Regions from separate parts of the Mus musculus genome. Here region 2 is linked to region 1. The links are chromatin contacts, called in public HiChIP or PLAC-seq maps. All regions are on one chromosome and are shown on one strand. Each heading gives the region's core, a stretch centred on a gene start, on an enhancer-like site or on the middle of the called end of the contact. The rest is flanking DNA. Distances are from core to core; before and after follow the strand shown. Region 1 overlaps Slc1a7 (solute carrier family 1 (glutamate transporter), member 7). Region 2 holds the start of Scp2 (sterol carrier protein 2, liver).

Region 1 (2,700 bases), core at 65-2,564:
GTCTGCCTAAGAGAAGAGAGGACAGGGTGAAACATTCCCAAGGTTTGAGGCAGGGGGATTTCCAGGGTGATTTGTGCATCTCCTGAAGCCTCTGAAATGGGCAGAAGCTAAATTTTTGGTCCTAAGATGAAAAGATGTGTAGCAACAATTTTGGAGTTTTGGTTTCTAAAAGACAAACAAACAAACACCCCCCCAAAACAAACAAAAAAAACCCAACCCCACCTCAGTAAATATTATAAGACCATGTTTTTGTTTTAATCTCAGGTGTGGGGTATGAGGCTGCTTCAGACTTTCCATGGCAGCTGACTATGATTTGCCTCGTGCTCTAGCAGGGGTCTGATTTTGCCAGCAGTAGATAGTTTCTACAATTGTGTGACATTTGGAATTCTGGGGACTTTTCAGAGGGTATATAAATGCATTGTTGGTCACTGTTAGTTTTGGTTTGTTAAGTAGTCATGTGGAAAGAAGAAGAGGGGGATGAGGAAGAAGAGGAAGAAGAAGAGAAGGAGGAGGAGGAAGAGAAGGAGAAGAAGAAGAAGAAGAAGAAGAAGAAGAAGAAGAAGAAGAAGAAGAAGAAGAAGAAGAAGAAGAAGAAGAAGAAGAAGAAAAAGAAGAAGAAGAAGAAGAAGAAGAAGAAGAAGAAGAAGAAGAAGAAGAAGAAGAAGAAGAAGAAGAAGAAGAAGAAGAAGAAATAATTAGATATCCTGACAGCAAGGCTCAAACTGCCCCCCCCCCCCCCCGCCAAGGAACTGGATGCCCCAGTCTGCAGAAAGTTGTCTCACTATAATATCACCCCCTTTCTGATTCCTGACTTTATACAGGGATCTCTTTCCTTTCCTCTCTATTTTTTCTATTCTCTCTAGTATTATGGGGTTGAAAGGGTGGAAGAAAGGGGATGTAGAAGGGTGGAAGAAGGAAGAACCCATAAAGTAGCCAAGAATGGCTACAAAGATGTCTATACACCACTGTGCTATGCAGCCACCAAAAGGGCAGACTTGTCACTATGAAGACAGTCCTAATGTAATGTAAAGTGGAAAAGTGATTTAACAACAGGGAGCCCCAGAACCTCCTGGGAAATAGACTCCTCTCTGACTTGCAGGATTGTGTGCAGGGTGTCATGAGAGCCCGATTTCCTGAGGAACCACCGTGGACACCTAGCTGTGGGAAGCCAGGAGGAAATGCAAACACAGTCACGATCTGAGGGTTCTGTGGCTTTTTCTATTTCTCTGATTTCTCTCTTACACCCAGAATGGAGCTTGTGATGAAAGACATAGCCCAGACACCCTGCCTGGCAGCCATAGAGCTGCGGTTTACCAGGAGCTCTCAGTTCCCCAAAGATCTGCATATCACTCGCTCACAGTTCATCAGCCTTGTGAGTCAGCGACACCCTGAGGAACCCCGATGCCGGGCACCCACTCCTCATCATTTAGATTTACTAATAGTTGACTAGTTTTTTTAGAAGCTGCCCCCAAGCTCTTTGGAATCTCCTCCCTTGACTTCCCAAGTACTGGAATTATAGGCAAGGGCCTGTGCCCCTTGCCTCTTAGTTAATTTTACAAAGTTAAAAAAGGCCAAGACAGCTCAGACCACAGTGTGAGACCCTGTCTCAAAGAAAAAAGAAAAGAAAAGAGAAGAAGAGGAGGAGGAAGAGGAGGAGGAGGAGGGGAAGAAGGAGAAGGAGGAGAAGGAGAAGAAGGAGAAGGAGGAGAAGGAGGAGAGGAGGGGAGGAGAAGAAAGAGAAGGAGGAAAAGGAGAAGAAGAAGAAGAAGAAGAAGGAGGAGGAGGAGGAGGAGGAGGAGGAGGAGGAGGAGGAGGAGGAGGAAATATGAAATCTATTTAATAATACTTTAACCTGCTATATCCAAACTATTGCCATGCATAATCAATGTGAAATTTTTATGCTTCCACAGGCTTTACATTTTAATTAAAATTAATCAATAAATCAGTATATGTACTAGCTGTATATCAAGTACTTGATAGCCTAGTGGCTACCATACTGAGAAGGCTCTGGGTTGACATAGGGACAATGGAGCTCAGGGTGAAAGACGCCTGGCCAGGCTACTCAGGAAGTAAGTTTTAGAACCAAGATTGGAGCAGAGTTCCTGACCCTTCTGCCCACTGTTTCTTGGTTCTGGTCTAAGGCCTACTTTGGGATGATAATGACTGCCATGTGATCCAGCCCATGCAATCCCTTCTCAGTTCAGCTCTCAGAGTTCTGCCTTGTCCATAGCTGCAGCCTGTAGGTTGTTGTTGGTGAGCCTGCCGTCTGAGGGAGTAATCAAGTACAGCGAAGTTGACCAGCTATGGGATGTTAGAACAAGACTTACAGACAGAAAAGCCAGTCCTATAGACATGACTTCAAATACTCCTCCTGACTTAGGGTAGGGACAAAAGCCATGTCTGTCCCACTCCATGCTTAGGTAGGTGCTCCTAGCAATGCCCCAGTAAAAGGCCCCAAGGAGGAACCCCAGGGAGGATGGGAGCCCAGTGGCCTACAACTCCCTCCCAAGCCATCTGGTTCACTACCGAGTGTCCAGGGATTGGGGATCAAGAGATTGAGGTGATTAGAGACATTAGCTTACAGAGATGGCGGGGAGCTGGCCTGGCTCCCAGCCTGTTTCAATCTGCAGGGGTGGGGGAAGGGAGGTCTTGTCTGCCAGGTTCCTGATGAAGAGGAAGGCTGCCTATGCACCCCACCTG
Region 2 (2,700 bases), core at 201-2,700, 130 kb before region 1:
CAGTAAAGAAATAGTAACAGACGAGCAGTCGCTTTACCAGACATGGTCTGACCGATCGGATTATGCTTGACTGGCTGTTACAAAAAAATATGCATAGTTGCTGGGCAGTAATGGCCCAAGTCTTTAATCCCAGCTCTTGGGAGGCAGAGACAGGCGGATTTCTGTATGTGAGGCCAGCCTGGTCTACAGAGCAAGTTAGCCCCCCCCATGCACATTATAACTTCTTCTTCTTCTTCTTCTTTTTTTTTTTTTTTTTTTTTGAGACAGGGTCTCACTTTGCAGATGATTCCAGGCTGGACTTGAATTTGTTTTGAGGCATGTCCACCAGAGAACAGCACACAGACAGTCTGTTTTTTTTTTTTTTTTTAAGATTTATTTATTATTATACATAAGTGCACTGTAGCTGTCTTCAGACACACCAGAAGAGGGCGTCAGATCTCAACTCAGGACCTTCAGAAGAGCAGTGTTCTTACCCGCTGAGCCATCTCGCCAGCTCAGACACAGAAACTCTTTTTTTTTTTCTTTTAAAGGGGATAGTAATAGAGACACAGACACTCTTTTTTTTTTTTTTTTTTTTTTAAGTTTAGGGGATAGTAATATATACCTTTTTTTCCTATTTATTTATTTATTTATTTATTTATGACTGTAGCTGTCTTCAGACACCCCAGAAGAGGGCATCAGATCGCATTTCGGATGGTTGTGAACCACCACGTGGTTGCTGGGATTTGAACTCAGTACCTTTAAGAACAGTCAGTGCTCTTAACCGCTGAGCCATCTTTCCAGCCCGACACAGACACTCTTAAGGCTGAGAACAAACTTCGTATTGATGGCTCCTGGCTACAGAGGATACTTGTCCAATCATGGAAACCCACATTCTGGTTGGCACACTTCAATTAGCAAGAAACAGAACTACGGAAGCCAAAACGTAAGGTTACCACATTTAGAGACTTTCCTGTTTCCTGGAACTATGGACCAGGTCTTTGATGGATTTTGGTCTTTGTACCATTTTTGGCAGAGATCTGCCTGCCTCTTCCTCTCGTGTGGAGATATTAAAGGTGTGAACCACTAAGCCCTGATCTGACTTAATTTTTAAAAAACATCTTATCCGCACATAGAATTCTGACTTTATTAGTGTACATCGTGCTTTTTGCTCATATACTGCGTGTTGTAACTACTCTCACACATACAGAACGTCTCTAACACTCTAGAGAATCCCCACAGGATTCTGAGTTTCCTCTGAGGCCAGAGCTTCCATTTTAGGCCTTCCCTCTCTCACTGTAAAAAGAGGAAGCACAGAAACCGAGGCCTCCTTGAGAAACTTTGCCTGAGTCTAACACAGTAGGTCAAAAGAACCCATAAAGGACTTGGCTCTAGGATCGCCACGCATGCGTACATCCTCTACCCTGCCTCCTCCGGTCGGTTCCCGTAACTCGGCCCCGCCCCTGACGCTGCGGCCCCGCCCCCGACGCCTGGGGTTGGGATAATCGGACCCGACCCGGCTTTGGTTCTGCAAAGCCTCAGTCTGTAGGAGACCTTCGCTGCTGGAGCCATGCCTTCTGTCGCTTTGAAATCTCCGCGCCTGCGCCGGGTGTTCGTGGTCGGCGTTGGCATGACCAAGGTAAACAGAGTTGTGAGCAGCGAGAGATCTGCCTCTGTTATTCCCCGCAGTCCGAGGCGACAGGGAAGCGCGGCAAGGGGACGGTCACAGTCTGCGCTGCTGTCCCTCTGACCTTTCCCTCCAGAGAGGCGACCTGAGGGTGTATGATGCTGTCACTAGGGTCTCAGTATCTTGGGCTTGTTCTCTCAGTCATTTTTTTTTTTTTTAAAGATTTATTTATTTATTATATGTAAGTACATGTAAGTAAGTACATTGTAGCTGTCCTCAGATACTCCAGAAGAGGGCATCAGATTTCGTTACGGATGGTTGTGAGCCACCATGTGGTTGCTGGGATTTGAACTCCGGACCTTCGGAAAAGCAGTCGGTGCTCTTAACCACTGAGCCATCTCGCCAGCCCCTCTCAGTCATTTTTTTATTCGCCTTCCTGTTTGCTTATTCTAGCTTTTTAGTCTGTGAAGGAGCCCCCAACACAGCACAAATCTCACACTTCCTTAGATTCTAAATCCCGAGTAGGCCGGCCGGGTGGTTCACATCTCTAGTATGAGCTTTAGGAGATGCAGCCAGGAGAACTGCTGCGAGTCTGAATCATATCAAGACCTTGTTTCACAAAACAAAGCAAACCAAACCGACAAACAAAACAAAACAAACAAACATGTGGTTGCTGGGATTTGAACCCAGGACTTTCAGAAGAGCAGTCAGTTCTCTTACCCGTTGAGCCATCTCGCCAGCCCTATCTTGTCTTTCTTACCTCTAGAGCCTTGAGCTTAGCTCTAATTTACTTTGATGCACTGGGATTCTTTGTTCAGATGACTATATTCTCCTAATGTATTGCTACAGGGTGGGTACCACAATTATTTACTGCTGTATCACTCACAGTGATAAATCACTCGTGCCTAATGACAGTGAATGTTAGATGATTGATATTAAATGGATTTACTGGTGAAAGAGTTACTGTGAAGAATCTTTTTGTACTGTAAAAAAAAAAAACAAAACCCAAATTTTACATTATCTTAGTAACAGGTGAAAACAAATAATTTATTCAAAACATGTAAATAGAAAAGTTGACTAATATGTTCTAAAAC

What was found. HiChIP or PLAC-seq counts read pairs in DNA pulled down with a chosen protein or histone mark.
Region 2: a contact with region 1 is called in a BATF HiChIP or PLAC-seq map of CD8 T cells, with 5 read pairs. The contact joins the promoter of Scp2 here to the enhancer-like site in region 1. A contact is called at or near these places in 2 of 15 datasets of contacts at CTCF or cohesin (CD8 T cells and pro-B cells), 5 of 484 Hi-C or Micro-C datasets (CD8 T cells, the CH12 cell line, DN3 thymocytes and 2 more), 6 of 115 datasets of contacts at active chromatin or transcription factors (the 230-238 cell line, CD8 T cells, bone marrow-derived macrophages and 1 more) and 2 of 9 other capture datasets (adipose tissue and pancreatic islet).

The regions. Positions count from the first base shown.
Region 1 is chr4:107,987,730-107,990,429 of GRCm38.p6, reverse strand. The region is part of intron 2 of Slc1a7 (solute carrier family 1 (glutamate transporter), member 7); the gene reads right to left. Among named protein-coding and RNA genes, the nearest start is that of Slc1a7, 21 kb to the right of the region's middle. Within about 2 kb of position 1,314, at least 60 of the 459 cell types and tissues checked have an H3K27ac peak or open chromatin away from gene starts, as enhancers often do. A contact at or near this core is called in the 230-238 cell line, CD8 T cells, DN3 thymocytes and 3 more, where this site is marked.
Region 2 is chr4:108,117,297-108,119,996 of GRCm38.p6, reverse strand. It overlaps Scp2 (sterol carrier protein 2, liver), which reads left to right and starts at 1,450. Exons shown (of 16, transcript NM_011327.4): 1 at 1,450-1,618. The coding sequence starts at 1,550.